Linked DNA regions of Mus musculus: region 2 is linked to region 1. Evidence: chromatin contacts called from public Hi-C data. All regions are on one chromosome and are shown on one strand. The core of a region is the stretch at or near the end of the contact, and the rest is flanking DNA. Distances in the headings are between cores, read along the strand shown.

Region 1 (6,963 bases), core at 2,309-4,808:
TGATAGGGATTCTATGTGTATATGCACCTTAGATAAAAACATTTAAATAAAAATTAAAATGATGTTTTTCCAACTGTTTCTCTCAAATTCAGAACTAGTGAAATCACCTGTATAGGTGGTTAGTTATATAAAGTAGGCTCTAAATATTCTTTTCCACACACATGGTTGATTGTGGCTGACCTCAGAGATGTAGTCACTGCAACAGAACAAAGGTCTTTCTGACTCCACTCTTCTCAAGGTAGTAGATAGGACATGGGGGAATGAAACATACATACAAAGTAAGGCTCAGGCCAAAGTTAGCAAATAGCATGACATTGTCTCAAAGAGTGTGAGAGAGATGAGGGTGAAGCCTAAAGGACACAGTGAGCCCTTTGTACTTGAACGCAGGCTAGTAGGAGAGCAAAAAAAAAAAAAAAAAGACAAAAAAACAAAAAACAAAAACAAAATCAAAAACAAAACAAAACAAAACAAAACAAAAAAAAACCCCCATGATTGTCTTCACCTTCTAGTTCCATATGAACTACTTTTAAGAAACATATCCAAACAAGTATGCTATGTTTTTACAAGTTTGACCAATCAGGTGAGTCACTTGCTTTAGAGAAGTGAATATAAAAGAAGATAACACACCACCACCACCATCACCACCAAATTCAGTGTCATCCTCCTGGGAAATGGAACTGTATTTCTTCGAAAGTCTAAAGGCAACTGATACTGTATCTCACGGTTGAGCTTCACCAAAACTCTACTCAATTTTGTAAAACACTTACACTGAATTTGTAATGGAGAAATTAAAGGACTAGAAATGAGATAAGATGAAAGCAGGTTTGGAAGAGGATTTCAAAAGACATAAAGATTTGGATATAAGGGTCTGGAAAGATGTCTCAGTGTCATACTACTCTTTCAGAAGATCTGAATTCAGTGTCCAGCACCCACATCCAATGGCTCACAATCACCCATTACTCCCGCTCAAGGGAATCTGATGCCCTCTTCTGGCTGTCAAGAGCACTGCACTCACTTAGGAATAAAAAGTACTGTATTTAAAGATTCCTACTTAATATTTTCTCACTGAGTTTTTATTTGGATTTAACGAGAGGGTTTCACTGTTTAAAATGAAACATACAGATCAATCCTAGAAAACACTTAAGAAAATATTGTTATTTCTTTAGGAGACTCTAGTAAGAAACCTAAACACTGGGGGCATGTTGTGTTTATTGCCAGATTGCAAGTGTAAGAGAATTGGCCTTTAGACTCCTAGTTAGAAATGCTCTGGTCTGTTCCCAATTGCCAGTAATCTTTTCTCTCTCTCTTGATTTTAATTTAAGTAACTTTGAAGTTACATAACCTGCCAGTATGTTTTCAGCCCGACTTTGATTGTCTCTATGTGTGTGGTGTGAACACTTAGACTTTCCCTAAGCTCCCAACACTTCCTTCACGGTGATGCATTTCGTTTTCTCAAGCATGAAATGAATTTGCATAGTCTGGACTTCCCAGACGTAATCTCTGTACTACCTGTTAGTAGTTGTGAGGTAAATAGAGACTCTGAGATTGTTTTATAAGATATGTATTGTACAGGGATCTGCTATGGTGGCTCAAATGTGTGCCTTCCAAAATTCATGTTGGAATCGAATCTCCAATGTGCTTATATGAGAGGTAGACCTGTAGAAAAATGATTAGGTCATAAGGATTCTACATTCACGAATGGAAGGATTTACCCTTATAAAACTATCATGGGAAGTGCTTTAAAATATTTTGTCTTTCTGTCTCCTGTTGTATAAGGACATAGAAAGAACCCTTTCTCTCAGTGTGGAATGTCCCAACCTCAGCCCTCTCCCAGCCTCCAGGAGTGTAAAAAATTATTTATAAATTTTGTGGGCTGTGCTATTTTGTGAAAGCATCACAAATGGACCAAGACGGGATGTTAATGATGACTAAGTGAGATAATTCATGCTAGAGACTCATCAATGCCTGGTCTATGGAAATCAATCAATACATTTTTTTAACTAACAAATAATCTCATGAGTTTATTTTTTAAATACATTATAAACAATGATAAATTAAACGTTTACAGTGACAGTGGCAGGTCTAGGCAGGAAAGAAAGGGATGAACTATTATTTACTAGCATTGGTCTTAAGGCAAAATGTACAGGAAGGCACAATCTCTGAGCTCTGTGATAAACACCCATCGTGCTTTTCAGTTTTAAAACCACAACACTGTACTACAATGCTTGATGTATATAAGTCAGTCACTTGATATTTGCATAATCCGTTAATAAATGAATGGTTATGTGGTATAAAACCCAGTCACTTTGCTTGCACATCCAGAGAGAAAGCTCTCCTGCTGTCAGTAAACCAGCTTGGAATCACAGAAGGTAGGTCGCTATCCGTGGTGCTGACCTACGATGGCTCTGTTCACATTTGGCAAACTGCTTTCTTCTCTCTCTGCTCAAAAAAATCCCTTTCATGCAGTCTACTTTCAAGACACGGAGACAAACACTCCCCTCTATGTTTCCCAAATGGGCTAATTCTCACCGTCTCTGATTCTATTAATGTTCTCAAGTCTCAATGTCTTTCCTGCTGAGTCTCAAAGTTCTCTACCTAAAAAGCATGGATTTATTTCATCCGAGCCTCGATTTTTAATGCGTTGGCCACCTGGAGTCCTTGGCTGTCGTCTCAGAGGGGGGAAAAAATTCCCTCGGCCACACCTCCTTCTTAAAGAGTAGGCAAGACTGCCAGCGGTTCTTTTTTAGGATCCCCGGAGGCTGCAGAACCGCACACTCTGGTTTCTGCAGTCAGCTAGCTGCTTTCCTTCCTCTCTCAGCGCCAGCCCCCACACCCCCACTGCTCCCCTCCGGGTCTCATGACGCCCGACTTCCCAGTACAGAGAATCTCTAGACTTCCTAGACTCCATTCAAGAATCCGGGGAGCCCTCTGGTGTAACTACTTTGGCTCTTATGCCGCACCCTTAGATGCCACACAGTCTGGATGTTCGCTGTGTTTGCTGCATCTACTGTGCAGATCAAAAAACATGGTTCTTTCCCACCTTCTTCCTTTCCACTTCTCCACTCTTTCTATGCTTATTAGATCGAGGCTCACAGTGAAACAGCTTCTAAGCATCAGCAATTTAAAAGTACAAAAATATTCCCTGTGGGTTGTGCGTGTGTTTGTTGTGTGTGTCCATCCGCGCTTATGCAAAGCCTCCCAACGTCACACTTGGGTATCCGGACAAGCTTCTCCACAAACCCCAGATCTTTCCAGGGATTCCCTCTGCCCTGCCCTCTTCTTCTTCAGCACCCTTAAAAGAGGTAGGTCTGGGGCTTTCCGCCAGCCACTCCTGCCTTGATAGACGCACACAAATCTGCTGCAGTTTTTCCTTCCCTGTTCACCCCTAGCCCTTTTAGGCGAGCAGTCCGGAGCGCAGGATTTCCTAGCATTTACCCTGCATCCGCACTGCATTCCCAGGCCGCCCTTCCAGGGCTAGACCTTCTGCAGACCCGGCGGCTCCGGCTCCGCCTGGGTGGTGGGTGGTGCTCTCGCCGCCCCCTCCTTCCCCTGGGGCCCGAGAGAGCCGCGCGCTGGGCAAGAGTGCGCGCGCGCCGGCTTGCTGGGGGAAAATCTCCTTCCCTGGAAGCTGCTGAGTGTCGCTGACCGAGAGTATCCCGGGGTCCATCAAAAGCCACCAAAGCGTTTGAGAGCTTTTCTAAAGAAAAACGGTGAAAGAAAAACAAGAAGGGAAACCCGTTTCCCGGGAGGCCTGGGTTTCCGATGGTATCGGATTCTCCCGTAGCTGCTCTGATAGGGATGCGGTTGGCGGCCGCTGGTACCCGGACTTAGAGTGTCCGTTGCGAGAGGAGGGAGGTGAGGGACTTGCGGGCAAGAGTTGCACCTGATCAGGGAATCTGCGAAGAGAACTGTGGGGTAAGTAGCTTTCTTCTGGCATCCGAGCAGGATGGGGGCGGGGGGGGGGGGAAGGAGGGAGCAGGAGAGGGACGAAAAGGAGAGGGCAGGGAATGGATTATGAAAGAAAGAAAGAAAAAAAATCCTTCAAATTCCGCTGCAGAGGGAATGAGCACAGCGCAGTCCTTCCAAGATGAGTCCCGCACGGCTTTTCTGTAGTGAGCGAACAGCCGAGAAGTTCTTTTTAAAGAAAAAAGAAACTCCAAGCTCCTGGAGGGGAAGCGGGGCAGCCGGGCGGGGCGGAGTTCCAAGGCTGGCGCCTAGGGTCCCGGCCGAGGCAGTGGCCTGAAGTGCTGACTCCCAGCTACTGCTCCTTATGTCCTCGCCGCCCTCCCCGGGACGGACTTTTTGCCTCCGCCCCCGGGTGCCTGGCCGCCCCGCTGACGTGGGGACTCCGGGCGGCCGCACGGAAGCTCACCTGGCCGAGCCTTCTCCTTCCCCTCCTCCTCGTGCTCCCGCCCCCACCTGCCCTCCTCCTCTCCAAGTGGGAAGGCGTCGGGATCCGTAGGCGAGGAAATAACGACCCCTGCAGTTGCATTGCGGAAAATCTCGGCGGCGGTGCTAGTTGCGGGCGATGGAAGCGAGGCAATTGCGGGGTCTGGGGAGCCCTGGAAAATAGCAGAAAAGCGGAAAGCGCGCGTGCAACGAGGGGGAGTCAGTGAGACTCCCGACGCACCCCAGTCCTGGGAGCCTAGCCTTGGGCTCGGCGTCCTGGAAGCATCGCCTGAAGCCAGCTTGGAGGCGGCAGGCGGCTCGAGGACTTGGGGAGCAGGGAGGGTCAACGGAGGCAGCTGGTGACCTGTGTTTGCGGGCAATAATCCCCGCTTCTCTTTCTTTCTCTGTGTGCGGTGTCTGCTCCTCTCTCCCCACCCCTCCGGAAGCAGGAGAACTGGCCTGATCAGAGACAGCAGTCACCCTTTGACCATGCCCCGGTGAAGGGGGGCGGACTTCGAGGGCAACTTGTCGCGGACTACCTGGGCTCAGCTAGCCTACGGAAAGAGAGCAAGAGCCCAGAACTCTACAGCTCGGCCCAGCGGGGGGCTGTTGTCTATGTCTTCTTGGGGCGCCCGGCGGATCGGGGTCTCGGTTTTGCAGGAAAAGCCCAGTGCTGTTGGCTTCAGGTGGCTGCCGCCGCCGCCACCGCGGTCGCCGCAAGTGCCATTTCTGCCACTGGTGAGAGGAGCAGAGATACAAGAGAGGGGAGACCTCCGAGGCAACGAGGCATCGGACATGTGTCAGCACATCTGGGGAGTACATCCGAAGAGCCCGAGGGGAGATTTGCCGAAACAATTCAAACTGCGTTATTGATCTTGGGGGTGCCTGTCCCTGGCCGGCTGTCGGGTGGGAGCGCGAGTGTGCGCTCTCTGGAGAGAGTGTGCGTGTGTGTATGTGTGTACCGTGTCGGGCTCCCCCCTTCCCCCCTGTTTTCCCGTCGAGTGATGCACCTGGAATGAGAATCAGAGGATGGAAATAGTCTGGGAGGTGCTTTTTCTTCTTCAAGCCAATTTCATCGTCTGCATATCAGGTACGGGACGTGCTGGGGTTGCTGGCGGGGTGGTGTGTTCTGTGGTGGTGTTTAGAATGTGTGGTTATTATTATTATTATTTTTATTTTTATCGTGTGCAGACTTAGGGCGGGAAGCAAAGAGGTGGCACGGGCCTTTTTCGTTCTGTGGCTTTGCTATCTTATGAATCAAAGACCTTCTAAGCCCAAGGGTGTGTGCACGGGCTTGTGTGTCCATATATGTGTGACTCTGTGTGTGTGTGTGTGTGTGTGTGTGTGTGTGTGTGTGTGTGTGTGTGTGTAGGTGTGTGTAGGTGTGCCGCTATGGGTAGGATCTTTGTAGCGTCCTGGAAGGGAGAAGGGATGGAGACTGAAAATGAGGAGGCAAATGGGTGTTGATTTTCAACTGCTTTCCTGGCTGAGAACTCTGGCGCCGAAATCTGAGCCTTGGTATCCCCCACCCCCAACCCCTGGCTTCCAAAGTTCCCAAACTCAGTGGTTCCTGCTGGCAAAATAGATGCAGAGCCTTGGTTTGGTATCTAGGCGCTTTAAAGTGACTGCAGGAAGATGCGAGACTGGGGAATACCCCCTACCCCTCCATCTACCTTCTCCAGGTGCTGAAGACTGTATCCTGGTGTCTGAAACCCAGTGGCATAGCCCTCCCACCGCAAACACACCTGAAACAATACAGTATTAGAAATGCTGCTTTAGATTAAGGTCTTAATTCCCAGTAGCAAGAATGTGCTGGCTCAGTTGCTGATCACAGGCTACTTGTGCCAGCTTGTGGCTCCCCCCCCCCCCCCCAGGGTGGGTGTTGAGGTGACTAAGGCAGGGTTTGTGCTTGCCTGTATCTTAGTATCCTGTGTTGGGAGGAACTGTCATTTCCAAGATGTATCTTTCTTGGTGCAGGAATATAGGCTTGGAGGGAACTATGTAGACATTTCCCAGTCCTTTGGCTCCTCCCATCGACCAGCACCCACTCCCTTGCACCTGCCATTTAAGCGCTCAGGGTGTAGCCCATTTGCAGTTCTCTCTTCTGCCTGCATTCCCTCTGCAGAATTAGGGACTGAGCCAACTTCCCATGAAGTCTCCATAGGTAGATGAGCAGGAGCCCTGCCTTTTTGAGCAGATATGCTTGGGCAGCTTTGGAGTAGGACAGGTTTCATGCCTCCTCCTTTAGTTTTGCCAGTCCCCACCTCCTAAATCAGATCTGAGTCTGGCTATTAAGACCCCCTTCTGTCTTTTCTTTACTTTGGACCCAGTTCTAGATACTGCTGTTTAATTTCAATCTCCTCCAAAGACAGAATGGGACTCTGTTTATGTGAAATCATGTTTGGAGCTTGGCCACCCTACTAAAACACATGCCATTGTAATACTTTAGAGAGTTATGTCCATATAGTAGACAAGAGAAGTCTGAGGTCATTCCCTTTTACACACAGTGAGAATTCTTACTTTACTGCACACAGTAGGAATTCTTACTCTATTGTACTCTGTCTTCCAGTATAT
Region 2 (6,206 bases), core at 903-3,402, 75 kb after region 1:
CTGTAACTCTCTAAGGCATTTTTGTGTTTCCTCTTTATAGGCTTCTAGCTGTTTACCTGTGTTTTCCTGTATTTCCTTCTTAAGGTCCTCCACAATCATCATTAGAAGTGACTTTAGATCCATGTCTTGCTTTTCTGGTGTGATGGTGTATCCAGGAATTGTTGTGGTGGGAGAGTTTGGTTCTGATGATGTCAAGTAACCTTGTTTTCTGTTGCTTCTGTTCTTAAGCTTGCCTCCTGCTGTCTTATTATCTCAAGTACTTGCTGACCTCAATATATCTGATTGGAGCCTGTCCTCCTATAATCCCAGTTGATTCAGGGCTCCTCAGAGTCCAGCTGTCTCTATGGTTCTTTGCTTGTGGGCTCCTGTGAACCTGAGATTCTGGGTGTGTCAGAGTTCTTGGCAGTCAAGTTCCTCTGAGACCTCTGAAATACTGGTTTGACCAAGCTCCTTTTATCCTGGGATCCTGGAAGTGGTGTCTCCTTTGAGGATTGAGGAGCTGACTGGTCAGTGGTCCTAAGAGTCCTCTAGGGACCTTGGGGTTGTCCACCAACTCCATGCCCTAGGTGTCCTGGTACTGGCACCAACCGGAAGGGACTTGTGATCCTGGTCAGTCCGAGTTTTCTGCTTCCCTAATGTTGTCTCAGGTCCGTCGATTGGATTGGAACAGAAGTTGTGCTCCACTCACCAGTGGTCCTAAGAACTCATGGAGAGTCCTCTAGGGACCTTGGGGGTGTCCGCCAACTCCATGCCCAAGGTGACCTGGTGCTGGAGCCGACTGGAAGGGACTTGTCCTGAAGAACATTTCTAAGTGCTCTTTTCTGTCTTTAACTCTCCCTTGAGTTTATTAAACACACTTTTATTTGACATCAGTGTGCCTATTATTGTAATAGATAAGGCATAACATTTACTTTTGTAACATGTCTAATTCAGTTAGACCAACAGACTGGTAGTACACATTTTAAATATTTAAATTAATTAGATTGTTGCAGCCATGGGACAGCCTAGAATATATGCCAGATAAGCACAGTAGGGTATCTTGGAACAGAAAAAGGACAGTAGGTTACAAACATATGGGTTGAAAATAAGATATGTACTTTAGCTAGTAAAACTAAATTAATACTAGTTCATTGATAAAATAAGCATGCCATACAATACAATATAAAAATAGTAAAGAAAGATTATTTATGAAATAAGTATTATAGCTGTAGTATACCTGTAATGCTTCTATAAATATAAAGCAGTTGTAAAATAAAAATGTGGATAAACAGAGAGAGAGAGAGAGAGAGAGAGAGAGAGAGAGAGAACAGAAAAATCCAGAAATAGGAGAAAGAGAGAAAGAAAAATAGGCACAAAAATGATACTATACAATGACTTTGTCACATATACTTTCCTGTTCATGCTTACTGGCATCTTTCTCTATCTCATTTTGAAGACTATTCCCCCTCTACACACCTCTAAATCTTGGACATCCCCGAGGTCCAGTGTGAGTCCCTTCTGGATCCTGTACATGTTTCTTTTACATTCCTCTAGGTGACCTTATTAAATCTTGTGGCTTTGTATAGAACCTGTGAGTCAGATGGATGTGTCTCATCTTAACTCTTCAAAGAGCTCATCTATATTCACAGTTGACTTGGTATCTTCCTGTTATCTATCCTCTTGAATGGAACACTCAGTTTCACATTATACTTAAAGCCTGTAGATCCCTGTCTCCTTAGTCACAGCTAAGCAATAGTAACATCTCCTAACTCTACTCACACAGGTGAGAGAGGGAGAGAGGGAGAGAGGGAAAGAGAGAGAGTCTTATTTTCATTCACTCAGCTCATGAGCAGGTCATGGTCAGTATCTTCACCAACATCACCCATATGGAAGCTGTCATCACTAATTTTGCTAGCTCTGTCCTACATCTCCAGTAGAATCTCTCTTTGCATCTTTATGGATCACTCACACTTTCCACATCTATGTTGCTTAAAAACTAATGAGTAGGTTTTAGCAGGCAGGCTAATAATCAGACTTGTTAGAGGTTTTCTCATTGATTTTCAGCTCTGGTTACCTTTGGACCTGCTAACCATGATCTCATGCAGGTTGTCCCACACTGACTCCTTTTTCTTATCCACCCAACACAAATATAGTATTGACATCATCTGGATTGATGCTTACCTAGCCTTTTCCTTCTGCTCTGAGAGGTTGCTTTGTTACTCCCAATTGCAATTGGTGATGCTCTGGGTATTTTGCCCCCCCCCCCCTTTTTTGGTCAGAAGTCAGGTCTGTGAATGTGAAGAGAAAAAAAATGTTGAGTTTTTTACTTGTCTTTCAAATTCAAAAAAATAAGGAATGGTTAAAAACAAAATAAACAGTCCAGATATGGCATTTTTCCTCTCATTTTTAAATGAAACATACTGTGTAAAATAGAAGTGGGTTTGCACTGGCTTTCATTTCCCCAGGCAGAGTGTCAGCCCCTGGTGCTTTTCCATCTGTCAAGAGGGTATGGGACTGTCAACCAATTTGAAAACACTTTTGTCTACATTCCCTCTGGTACAAATATAGGCATCATACCAACAAGTCTTTGGATAGACTGAAATCACCCAGCGATCATACAGTTTAGGCTCCAAGATTGCATAATGGACATTTTTACTCAAGTATTTATTATGGATTCACCTAACTTTTACCTGTAGTGTGCCAGCCTTTGTATTACTCATGGGGCTATAAAATCAGGTATATCTGTGTCCTTAAGGAAGTTATAATTTAATATATGAAAGTCTGACATAGAAGCAGATGAATTATTGAGTGAAGTCTTAATGCTAACATGTATAATAACACATAAACTGGACATACATAAAGGATAGTGGGGCCTGCTAGGGAATTATAAAGGTGAAGTTCTAGAGGAAGGAAAGTATCCCTGCCAGTCCATAGGTGCCCTGAAGTGTGCTGAGATAGGCACTTGTGTCCTGTGGTGAGCTATACCCTCTCAGCTAGTCTGCTTCCCTCATAGAAGACAGACTCCCTGTTAAATATTAAAGAGAAGACTGTGAAGTATTGGAATATATAACTTTGCACCATGCATAGAATGTCAGAACGATTTTTTTTTTTACTTCCAACACATAGTGTTGCCATAGTCAGTGGACACCATGATTCCTTCCTTAAGTAACCACCTTGCATGGAGAAAAAAAAATTTCTCAGACAAACAACCACTCATGGCTCTCGAGGTCTGTCACATTATTATGACGTAGTCAAGTAGCATGTCTTCTAAATGTCTCCTCCATATGTTTGGCTCCATCCTTTCTGAACATGAACCATCCAGGGTATGTGTGACCTACTGAGTTCCAGAGTATGCAAACTCATCCCTACAGTGTGCATACTTAGGGCATGTGGGATATGTTTTAACTGAAGTTGCAGTTTTACTAACATCTCTTTTCTCATGCTGACTGGATCATTTCTATTCTCTTCCCTTGTGGACTACGTGCCTCCTCACATCATCTCTCCTCTACGTGATATCGTGTTTGGGTCTTGAATATTGCCATTAATGATTACCATAATTTGCACATGAATGTATTTTCAGTTTTTTCCTCTTCTTTTTTTTTTTTCTGAATCTATGTCAGCTGAGATGTTCGATTTATTTTACAGCTCTTAAAAGAGAGGGATTGCAAGAGTTAATCTCAAAAGATGATGAGAAAGATTTAACGTGTGAAAGTCGAATTATTTTGTCCATGGTGACATGTGAAATTCCCTAGAGTCACCCAGAGACATATACTGTGCACTTATGGGAGGAATAAAGCAGGAGGAGAGAGTTCCGGCTTCGTTTTGGCTGGTGTGAAAACACAGTGTGTGATGACTTAGCCACTCTTAGGAATCTCTTCCAACCTCATTGTTTGATTCCAACAGAAACAAAGTAGGGACCATGGCATCTTGAATGTGACATAGATGACAAAATTCAAACGTCTGGAAAGTATTTAGTGTTGTACATACATCCCACAGTGCGTGTTAATCAAATACCATATGTATTAGTTATAACTTCATAGATTGCCGCTTTCCTTTTCTAAAGTGGCTTCTAAATGTTTGAGTAAGAACTAAAATCACATGACCAGAAAAATAAATTATCTTTCTAGGTTTAAAGTGAGTTTCAGAAAACTGTAACTTGTGGCTTTTGTTATTGGCACAGGGCAATGGGCATGTATTTACAAACTACCTACTTTGTTCTTGTACTACAGTAGCAAATTCAGCACTTGGGAAAAAGCAAGCGTGCGTGTGTGTGTGTGTGTGTGTGTGTGTGTGTGTGTGTGTGTTTTCAAAGACAAAAGCATCCCTTATATGGCCTTTTAGGAAGTGAGAGACTCCCAGGACTCAAAAGGAGGGCCCTTAGATGAACCGTCCCACAATAGGGAGAGGGACCTTATAGAGCCCACCTCCAGCAGGAAGACAGGACATCAAGTGAAGGACGGGGTTGCCATCCCACAGTCATATCTCTGACCCATAATTATTCCTGTCTGAAAGAATTACAGGGATGGAAATGGAGAGGAGCCTGAGGAAAAAGTCCAGTGACAGGCCCAAAGTGGGATTCAGCTTAGGAGGAGGTACCAAGGCCTGACACTATTACTAAGGCTATGGAGAGCTCACAAAGGGATCTATCTTGACTGCCCTCTGAAAGACCCAACAAGAAGCTAAAAGAGTCAGATGCAGATATTTGCATCCAACCAATAGACAGAAGCAGTTGACCTCTGTTATTGAATTAGGGAAGGCTGAAAGAAACTGAGGAGAAGGGCAATCCTGTAGGAGGACCAGCAGTCTCAATTAATCTGGACCCCCAAGATCTCTCAAACACTGGACCACCAAACAGACAGCATATACCAGCTGATATGAGCCCCCCCCCCCCACGCACACATACAGTTGAGGACTTCTATGTCTGTGTTCATTCAGAGATGAGGCACCTAACCCTCAAGAGACTGGAGGCCTCAGGAAGTTTAGAGGTCAGGTAGGGTGGGGTTGGGACATCCACATGGAGACAAGGGGTGGAGAGGGGAGGAGGTGTGAAATGTGGAACAGTTGGAGAGTGGACTGGGAGGGGAATAAAATCTGGAGTGTTAAATAAAAGGGAATGTTTAAAAATACATAATACATATGAAAAAAAGTCTTTGTGCTCCAATTTCTTTAATCCTTAAGAAAGGGGTAAAATCAATGATTATCCCATCTCTGCTGTCTATCTGACAGTCTGGGCTTTCTTTTGAAACCCCCAAGTTCAAACTGGGGCAAAGAAACAAACAAACAAAAAAACAAAGATGACTGAAATGTATTTTTCCTGACTGTAAGTATCTCATCTGACAGGGGTGGCAGCTTTTATTATTAGGACATTATTATTATTATTATTATTATTATTATTATTATTATTATCATCATCACTATTTTCCCCAAGGGGCTGATTGCACATTAAGCAAAGAAATCAAGGAGATTGCAGTCCTTAGGCAAAGAGGAGCCGAGATCCTGGAGAAGCTGAGGCTGCTCTCTGTGCACCTGTCTGCTCTGAGGGATTCTCAGTCATCCCTCCACTCACAGAAAATCAGATGCAAACAACAAGATGACTGCCAGCATCTGGCAGGAGGTGTTAAATGGGAACCCTGCACTTCTGTAGGTGTTTCATCTAAAATAAACCCCTTGTGACAGGGAGCAGAACTTTAAATGAGGTTACTTTGAAATGTGTACCCCATCTTTCTAAAATGCCAACTATTATGAGTCTACACTCAATATCCAGAGGCATTTAAACTATATAAACTATATATATATACATATAGATATAATTATATATAGTTATATGTAACTATATATAGTAATAATATAGTATATTCTATATAGTAATAATACAGTAATATGTAAAATATAGTAATTTATACATAATATGTATATATTTTCAATTTGTAATTTATATATATATATAGAGAGAGAGACAGAGAGACAGAGAGACAGAGAGAGATTGATTGATGGATATCAGAGCTCTATGCTAGATAACTAATTTAACTAATTTTTGAAAGGTAAATTTATTCCTTCAACATGCAAGTCAAACATAGCTTCCAGGCTTGTAAAACAACTGTGGGGATAATGGCATAGTCCTCACAGTCCTTTAAGCCTGACAATCTGAGTTTGATCTCTGGAACCCACATGAGGAAAGAAAAAAAGGAACTCCTACTGTCCTCTCAATCTCTATGTGTGAGCCATGG

The links. A called contact is a pair of places that touch in the nucleus more often than the background predicts.
Region 2: a contact with region 1 is called in a Hi-C map of cerebellum, with 1.9 times the contacts expected there. The contact joins the enhancer-like site here to the promoter of Car10 in region 1. A contact is called at or near these places in 1 of 39 promoter capture datasets (pre-B cells), 2 of 484 Hi-C or Micro-C datasets (cerebellum and cerebral cortex) and 3 of 9 other capture datasets (adipose tissue, liver and pancreatic islet).

Annotation. Positions count from the first base shown.
Region 1 is chr11:93,094,808-93,101,770 of GRCm38.p6, forward strand. It overlaps Car10 (carbonic anhydrase 10), which reads left to right and starts at 3,559. Exons shown (of 10, transcript NM_001361708.1): 1 at 3,559-3,915; 2 at 4,839-5,479. The coding sequence starts at 5,419.
Region 2 is chr11:93,171,624-93,177,829 of GRCm38.p6, forward strand. All of the region lies in intron 2 of Car10 (carbonic anhydrase 10), which reads left to right. Among named protein-coding and RNA genes, the nearest start is that of Car10, 76 kb to the left of the region's middle. Within about 2 kb of position 2,153, at least 2 of the 459 cell types and tissues checked have an H3K27ac peak or open chromatin away from gene starts, as enhancers often do. A contact at or near this core is called in cerebellum, where this site is marked.